Linked DNA regions of Mus musculus: all the other regions are linked to region 3. A link is a contact called in public HiChIP or PLAC-seq and promoter capture Hi-C data. All regions are on one chromosome and are shown on one strand. Each heading gives the region's core, a stretch centred on a gene start, on an enhancer-like site or on the middle of the called end of the contact. The rest is flanking DNA. Distances are from core to core; before and after follow the strand shown.

Region 1 (2,700 bases), core at 146-2,645, 78 kb after region 3:
CCCCCCCCCATCCCCGCCCCTTCTAGTTACATTTTCTCCCTTTACCACAGAATGAGCTCTTCACAACCCTTGACTGCTGGCGATATGCTGAGTCAAGGTCTTCTCACTTCTCTTTTTGAAAGTCAAGGCATCAGACCCAGCTCTGCTGTCACAAGCAGCACCTCCCGTCCCGTCCCTAATCGCTTGGTCGCTCCCCAGCACCCACCGGACTCTTACCTTAAAGTCCTGCATTAAGGAGTCGGTTAGCAGTATGTTGTCCAGCTGGTCCTTTGTTTGCTGGAAGAACATAAAGAACGTGAATGCAAGGACTGGGGAAAATACCCAATGTGCATGTCATTTGAATACTTTTCCATTTGTAGAGTTTTGAATTTGTAATCAATTCAAATGCCCTGGCAACTGTGGAAAGGAGAGTTTTAAGAACAGGATTTGACAGTGCTAGAGCCCGGAGTTAAATCAAAGTCCTTCCTCTTGGGATCCAGTTGTTTTTAAAAACTTCTGACTGAATTTAACTGACTGGGAGAAGTTAGACCCAGGCCCGGTCTTCTTTCAGATGAGTCAGATCAGGTTTCAAGAGCACCTGTGTCAACCCTTCCTTTCTGGAGTCCCTTATAGAAAGCCTGTTTTGCATAGCTCTCTGCCTTCTTTGGACCTCCATACCAGTTCCAGGAGCTCTGAAAGGGGAATACTTTTGTAATGCAAGCTCTCTATGCTGGTGCTGCTTCAAACCCCCAAACCTCTGTCCCCCAGATCTAGAGACTACGCAGAGACCACAGACTTTTGTCCTAGCCAGCAAAACATGGAGCCTTATTGGAAACTTAACAGAAAGTTCTTGAGCATGGGAGAGACAATGCATTCACCTCCTAGTTAGCTTTTCGGATGTGCCTGGGTTTAGTTTAACTCATGGCTTTCCCTAGGACTCTCTAGATTTAAGTTTAAGGGTAATAGGTGCTGGAAATAGGGGAGGAGCAGCATGAGGTAAGAGCTGGAGGAGGAAGAGGGAGAGGAGGAAGAAGAGAAGGAGGAGGAAGAGAAGGAGGAGAAAGCAGAGGAGGAGAAAGAGAAGGAGGAGAAGGAGGAGGAGAAGGAGAGCTATTTTTGCAGTTCCATCAGAATGCATATTTCAGGTGATGGCAGGAAGAAAGGCTAGGCGAGCTCATACTTACAAAGAAAGTCTTCACCTGGCTGAAGGCAGTCCGCAGCTCTAGGAGCATGTGGCTCTGGCCGACTGGGAAGTGGGTGCAGTTATTGTCTTCCCGGCTGTACTGGCCCCTGCTGATCCTCATGCCAGTCAGTAAGAGCAGGCAGCATAGCAGTGCTGAGCCAGGCATGATGGAGCTCTCTTTTCTGCAAGGCTGCCTTGTGGCTTTGGTAGTGCAAGAGCAAGTCTCTAAATGTAGACCTCCTGTTCTTGGTCCCCCTTTTATACTGAAGGCTCAGTGGGGCCTTCCTGGCAAAGGTTTTTGTTATTCAGGCTCCTCCTCCCTCTTCTAAACCATGCAATTTTTGAGTTTAATTTCTTTCTTTTTTTTTTTCCTTTCCCTTTTTTTTGCATTGTAAGCGCTAAAGAACTGGTCGGAATGAACTTCTGCATTACAGCTATTTTTAGTATGGGCTACCTCTCTTTTAATTTTTTTTTCTTTTTAGCTTCTCAATACTAAAAGTTGTATTTCCTGAGGCAGACAGCTGTTCTATGTACAGAGGCCCTCATCTGTGGATTCCATTCACGCACTCCCAGGTCATAATGACGTGGATAAATGGGCTATTCCAGAACATATTAGGATTGAGAAATAATTGTTTCCTCCACTCAACCTGGGTTGAACGTCCGATATTTCTTGCTGACTCGGAAGTCACCTTAGCACTCAGTTACCCAAAGGAAACCCCGAGAGGGCTGATTTTCTTCAGACCTCACTCTCTTTAATTCTTCCATCACGTATTCAAGACTATCCTTTGAGGATATGTGTGCTGTGGGGCAGTTGGTCAGAGGAGAGTTCTGGTGCCTCCTCTGCCCCGTGTTTCACGAAGAAGCTCAGATCCCAGCATGAGAAGTTAGGAGAAGGAACTCAGACTTCTGGGAGGCTTGCTCTGTGCTGTCGGGTAGACCTTACCATGGCCCTGTTTTACAATGTCCCAGCCTTGGAGACGTGTAACCTGTAGCTGTTGAAGGATGGAGATGTTAGTACTTCTACAGATACCTGGGAGATCTCTGGTAGTCCTTTGATTATGTCTGGACCTTCCCTTCAGTAGGGACTTCTCCTACTACCTCAGTTTGGGTGGGAAGAACATTCGCCTAGAGTCCCCTATTGCCTTTCATTCTGTACCCTGGGCAAGCAACTACTTGTCCTCCTGGTACCTGTTTTCTGTGTGACCCAAGGGGGGGGGGCAATGCTACACGTCCTGTTGACCAGGGAATGTTTGCTTAAATAAAAGTAGACCCATGTAGAGGGTACACTCCCGGGCTGTCCTTCCTGCATCAGTACGGGGGAGGATCTTCGTTGGCACAGGGTTCCAAGCCTGCCCCATTGGAGAGGGTTACCACACCAGGGCTGGTAGAACAGGAACTCGGGGTTATCTCGTCTTATCTGATGCAGTGGCTGGCAGATCAGGATCAAGGGGGTCTGGCCTCTCCTCCTGACACTCTTCGACGGGAAAAGAATCTTCTAGAAGTTGGAATGGAATTGACTCAAGAACTGCTGCTCCGGT
Region 2 (2,700 bases), core at 188-2,687, 110 kb before region 3:
GATCCTCCTGCTTCTGCCTCCTGAGTGCTGGAATTAAACGTGTGCGCCACCACCTGGCCCGCTCTTTGCTGTGGCTTTTGACTATTTGAGTATCATGTGCTTTGCTGGTGGATGTTTCTTTTGCTTGGGGTTCATTCGCTTTGTTGGCTGTGTGGATTTATGTTGCCCTCAAAATTGGGAAATTTATAGGCATTTCTTCAGGTTTTTCCACCCTCTGACTGCTTTCCTCTGGAGGAGTCCACTTACATATATTATTGTTTGGCTCTCTGCATTTGTTCTACAGCTTACCTCTTTGGTCTTTTTGGAGGTGGTGTTGTTGTTGTTGTTGCTGTTTTCTCTGTTTCCTTGGGGCAGTTACTACCACCATCCTCTGTCCACCATAAAGTGGAGGTGATCTGCCACCTCTAGCTTGTGAACATTCGCATGAATGTGGAAAAGGCAGAGATCCAGCCCAGTCTCTCCTGGCAGACTTGGGAAGCGAGGGAACAGACTGCATCAGATTCCCACCCGGTCTCTTCAGCGTTTGCTTTCTTGGTTCTCATGATTACAATTTAGCCTATGTTTCTGTCCTGACTCGTTTCCTAGAGAAGGAATGGTTCGTCTTTCTCCCAGTGAATTCCAGAAGTGGCCAGACAGGTGCCAGCCCGTCCACATGTGCCACAGGAGAGCCAACTCTCTCTACCTGACTCTGGCTACACTTGGCATACCCTGTGCCGTGGCGTCTGTCAATTCCCTACCATTTCAGAGCCAGCAGTTCTACCTGACCTAACAATTCTCCTGCACCCAGGACCTTCCACACAGGAGCCTCCCAAGGCCACTTTGCCCGGCATAGGGAGAACTCATTCTTGCCGTGCCAGAGCCAGATACCTTCAAAACAGTATAGTACCTGAGAGCCTGCCTCTAAAAAGGGATGGAATTCCAATTCTGTCCCCCGAAAAGCTTGGGAGTCCCTGAGACATTTCTTTGTGCTCCCCACAGCCTGTGAGCAGTGGGCTTCCAAGATGGTCATTCCCGAAGCCCCGAGGTGCATGGCAGCAGGACCTTCCTTTCTGTGGGTAGTACCATGAGGGCTAAAATCTCACAGTAGAAGGCCACCCCACCCCAGATTCTACAAGATTAGCCGCACACTGGATGGGGGACCTGAGGGAGAAAGTTGCTGAACAGAAACGCTCCTGTTCTCTAGTTTCATGAAAGGACAACAAGGGCACAGATTCTAGACCTGACCCCAGCCTGATCATGAGCTCTTCAGGGCTTCAGCTTTTTGGTGTGGGTGGCTGAGTTAATCCAACCGAACTCACAGTCTATATGCATCCAGACTCTGTCGGAGCTCTTAGCCTGGCAGTCAAGCAAGAGAAGCATGGTGTGGGCTAGTGTCTCCGAGAAAGTGAATCTCGAGTGAGTCTAACCTAAATGGTATACAGATGCTTATCTTGTAAGACAGGAAATCGTCTGTGGAAAAACTGAGTAGTCTGCTTTACATGGCCCCATGTCATGCTCAGAAATGCCACCCCAGGGACGGGAGATAGCGGTCTTAAGATTGAACCTAAATAAGACATCTGGGAAAGGATGCTTCTGAGGAAGGTGTGGGACGTGTGGTCATCACTGGGGGACAGGAAGCAGAGGACAGAGGAAGGGGTGTGTGTGTGTGTGTGTGTGTGTGTGTGTGTGTTGAACACATACATCTATGTATGTATGCATGTGGTAGCCAGAGAACAGCCTCAATGCCCATTCCTCAAGAATGCTATTTACCTTATTTCTGTGTGTTGGGGTGGTATGTGCAGGGGAGTATACATAGAATGCTCATGTATGCGTGTGCATGTGCACGAGAGGCCTGGGAAGGGCATCAGATACCTTCCTTGGCCACTCATGACATTAACCCTAACACTCAGTGACTCAGCTGGCCTGGCTGGCCAACAGGCCCAGAGGACCCTCCTGTTTCCTTCTCCCTGGTTCAGGAACATAGGTGCGTGGCATCATGCCAGGCTTGTTATATTGGTGTTGGAGGTTGAACGTAGGTCTCCGTGCTTGTGTGACAAGCCCTTTATTGACTGAGCTGTCTCCCTGACCCCCAGAAGAAGATTTTGACAAACAGAGAGAACACGAGAAGGAAGGATGGCTTCTGGGAATGCAAGTCAAATTTAGCACAGCTGTAAGGAGGGAACTTGGTTGTGGCTGCTGCCTTGATGGTAATGGGCTGAATCTCTGGACCTGTCAGCCAGCCCCAATTAAATGCTGTCCTTTATAAGAGTTGCCTTGGTCATGGTGCCTGTCTGTTCACAGCAATAGAAACCCTCGCTCAGACACTGGGGCTGAGTTAGGAGAGGTGGCTCAGAGGTTAAAAGCACTGGCTCCTCCAGAAGTACTGGGTTAGGTTCCTGACTGTCCAGTGGCAGCCAGCAACCATCTGTAACTTCAGTCCCAAAGACTCCAACACCTGGACTCCAGGGGCACCAGGCACATAGGTGGTGTGCAGACATATGCAGGCAAACACACTAGTCCTTGCCCCCCAGTGTCACTGCTTTTCTGGAACATGCTGAACCCCAGGATGAATATGACAAGGGCTGTGATCTCCTATTAGGATGACGTGTGAACCAGGAGGACAGCCTAGCATCATGTCTTTCATTGCCTGGCCCTGAGTCAGGGGAGTGGGCCACTCACCGTTCACCAAGGGTTTCACAACCTGCGTGGTGCAGGTAGGGC
Region 3 (2,700 bases), core at 91-2,590:
TGCATCTATCCCCCTCCCCCCCCCCCCCCCCCCAGTTAGAATTATCACCACAGGGATGAGCGAGAAGTATTGAGCACTGAAAAAGCGCTTGTCTCCTTGATCCATAGTGAGTTGGATCTCAAGAGGGGGCCTACAGTCCTCCACCTGTTCATCTCTGTCTTCCTTGGAACAAGTATCTTCCGGAAATCTAAACAGGGAACAGCAAATGAGTCTTGCCATCCTGGGCTATGTCTCCAACGCCCTTTTCTCAGGGCACTGTCTCGTCTCCAGAGTTTTGTTGGGACATATTAAAGACTTTGTGTGACCATGGGTCAGGTCTCATCTTTAATTTGTCTGTATTAGTAAGTAAACCAGAGCTTTGTATCTATCTTGTTCCTTTGTCTCATTTCTTAACTGCTGTAACAGTCAAACCCTTGTGGATCTCAGCAGTGCTACAGGCCAGTTAGGCCCAGAGATTTGTACTAGAACTAGGTTGCTTCAGGACTACTTATTGGCTATGGCCGCAGGGACCATTTCCCCAACTCTAGAACCATTTCCCAGCCCTTCCCCTTGCTCTATAATCGCAATGAATTAAGAACACAAATGTATAAGTGTACCTCCCAGAGAGACATGAAGTTTGTGGGTATTTTAAGACAGAGTCTGTCTTTGTTGTTCAGGCTGGCCCTGTGACTTGTTATCCTCCTGCTTCAGTCTCCTGCATATAGCCGGGATAACAGGTGGCTAGAGTGCCCCATTCCATCTTGGGTCATTTTGGGTTTATATAAAAATATGTTCGAATTCATAATAATTAAATTGTTCGTGGTATCACAGTAGTACATTCTTCTCAGTGAAAACCAGTAAGTCCATGAGAGAAAAAAAAAGTAAAACTCACAAGTATGTTAAGGAAATTGTTACTATTGCCTGACACCTGATCCTAGGATGAATAGTCTCTCTTATTCCCCCAGTCCTGGCCCCCGGATTCTCGCTCTGCTCGGGTACCCCTCACCCCCCACCCACAGAGTCCACGTAGAAAGATTCTTATCAATTATCCGTTTCTTTCAAAATACATCTCCTCCAATTCTCCGATGACCTGTCTTCTAGATCCAAGCAGCTGGAGGAGTGAGGGTTTTGTTTGAACTATCCAGCAGCTTTTCTTTTGCCCTCCTCCCTTTCCCCTCTGCCCGGCCCGGGTTAAGAACTAGGATGTCTCGATGCCCTCCACAAGCCCGCTTGCTCGCAGTCCCTAAGCTCTCCCGCCACTGGACTTCCTCCCCTTTAAGGCCCACCCCTCCCCCATGTCCACGCCTCCCAGTCAAGCCCCACCCTCGATCCTCCCCTTTAAGGACTAGCCCAGGACGCCGAGCAGCCTGTGACGCGGCCGCCGCCCCCGGGCTGGTACTTCTCGGCGCGGCGATTCCTCCGGCCGGGCCCTGCCGTCCCGCGTTCCCCGGAGCGCACGTCTCCGGGGGGAGGGAGCAGGGCTGGTGGGCGCCCGCGGCGCACAGCGGGACCCACGGGGCCCCGCGACCAGCCGAGCCTGGAGCCGGGCCGGGGCGGGGCAGCCGGCTCCAGCCCGGAGCAAACTTCGCCGCCGGGCGGGGCGTGGCGGGGACCCGGGCCCGAGCCGGAGGAGGGGGCGGCCGCGGCCCCTGCCTCTGCGCGCGAGTCGCCGGGCACCATGCTGTCGGGCTCTCCGGGCCAGACTCCGCCGGCGCCTTTCCCCAGCCCTCCACCGCCAGCCCCGGCCCAGCCGCCGCCGCCGTTCCCCCAGTTCCACGTCAAGTCGGGCCTGCAGATCCGAAAGAACGCCATCACCGACGACTACAAGGTCACCAGCCAAGTGCTTGGCCTGGGCATCAACGGGAAGGTGCTGCGGATCTTCGACAAGAGAACCCAGCAAAAATTCGCCCTAAAGGTAAGTCTGGGCCGCCCGGGATCGCGCTGAGATCCGGTGCAGCTTCCGGTCACCCCGCGAGTGGCCGGCACCCGAGAGGACTCACGGGGACTGCCATGTTGGGGTGTGAGTGGGATCCAGCCTGGTGGCCACTCTTGGGACCCGGACGGCCTCTGCTCGCTTTACCCGGCGCCGAGGACACGGTGGCCTCGTCCTCCCTCCCTCCTTCCTTTCTGCGGGCACAAAAGGCCCTTTACTCATTGAGCTGGTTGGTCGGTCGGTTTGGAGAAGTTCGCTCTCTGAGGTTTCCTTAACCCTACTCCTTATTTGGGAGCCGGAATGTGACTTCGCTCTCCTCGGCCTCGCGAGGTCGGCGCGCAGCGGTGGGGCGCGTCGGCGCGGAGCGGCGCGGCACTGGAGACTGGGGACCCCGCCTCCGTGCCCCGCGATCGTCTGGAACCGCCAGCGCCTGGCCTGCGCTGCCCCTTAGGCTTGCGCCGGGCTGTTTCCATTGCTCCCTCCACCGTAGGAAACCTTGTCTGTAAGCCAGGCTTGGCCTAGTGCTGGTACACTGGTCCCTGGTAGCCGGAGACTCAAAGGCAGGAAATACTATTCCTGCATTTGGGAAACCCACTCTTAATCTCTGTGGGTCTACCCGTCTCTGCTTCTGTCGGTGGTAGTGGAGAATGGGGATTTCAAAAGGTCCAAGTGAAGCAGGGAAGGCTGTCATTCAGGGTCACTGCAAAGTTTTCTTCTCTCAAGGGTTTCAGGTTACACCATATCTCTAAAGGTCACTTGTCAGGTTTCTTTCTCCTGGGGTGTCTCAA

Evidence for each region. HiChIP or PLAC-seq counts read pairs in DNA pulled down with a chosen protein or histone mark. Capture Hi-C pulls out chosen DNA fragments and counts their contacts.
Region 1: a promoter capture Hi-C map of adipose tissue shows a contact between it and region 3. The contact joins the promoter of Il10 here to the promoter of Mapkapk2 in region 3. A contact is called at or near these places in 1 of 39 promoter capture datasets (macrophages), 1 of 15 datasets of contacts at CTCF or cohesin (CD8 T cells), 2 of 484 Hi-C or Micro-C datasets (natural killer cells and nephron progenitors), 7 of 115 datasets of contacts at active chromatin or transcription factors (CD8 T cells, the SCID.adh cell line, bone marrow-derived macrophages and 3 more) and 2 of 9 other capture datasets (adipose tissue and pancreatic islet).
Region 2: a contact with region 3 is called in an H3K4me3 HiChIP or PLAC-seq map of the SCID.adh cell line, with 21 read pairs. The contact joins the enhancer-like site here to the promoter of Mapkapk2 in region 3. A contact is called at or near these places in 5 of 39 promoter capture datasets (the HPC-7 cell line, embryonic stem cells, liver and 1 more), 4 of 484 Hi-C or Micro-C datasets (CD4 T cells, CD8 T cells, natural killer cells and 1 more), 14 of 115 datasets of contacts at active chromatin or transcription factors (the 230-238 cell line, CD8 T cells, the HPC-7 cell line and 6 more) and 4 of 9 other capture datasets (adipose tissue, liver, macrophages and 1 more).

What each region holds. Positions count from the first base shown.
Region 1 is chr1:131,018,540-131,021,239 of GRCm38.p6, reverse strand. It overlaps Il10 (interleukin 10), which reads right to left and starts at 1,395. Exons shown (of 5, transcript NM_010548.2): 1 at 1,164-1,395; 2 at 217-276. The coding sequence starts at 1,328.
Region 2 is chr1:131,203,403-131,206,102 of GRCm38.p6, reverse strand. The region is part of intron 2 of Rassf5 (Ras association (RalGDS/AF-6) domain family member 5); the gene reads left to right. Among named protein-coding and RNA genes, the nearest start is that of Gm28913, 40 kb to the left of the region's middle. Within about 2 kb of position 1,437, at least 41 of the 459 cell types and tissues checked have an H3K27ac peak or open chromatin away from gene starts, as enhancers often do. A contact at or near this core is called in CD8 T cells, the SCID.adh cell line, double positive thymocytes and 1 more, where this site is marked.
Region 3 is chr1:131,096,483-131,099,182 of GRCm38.p6, reverse strand. It overlaps Mapkapk2 (MAP kinase-activated protein kinase 2), which reads left to right and starts at 1,340. Exons shown (of 10, transcript NM_008551.2): 1 at 1,340-1,894. The coding sequence starts at 1,658.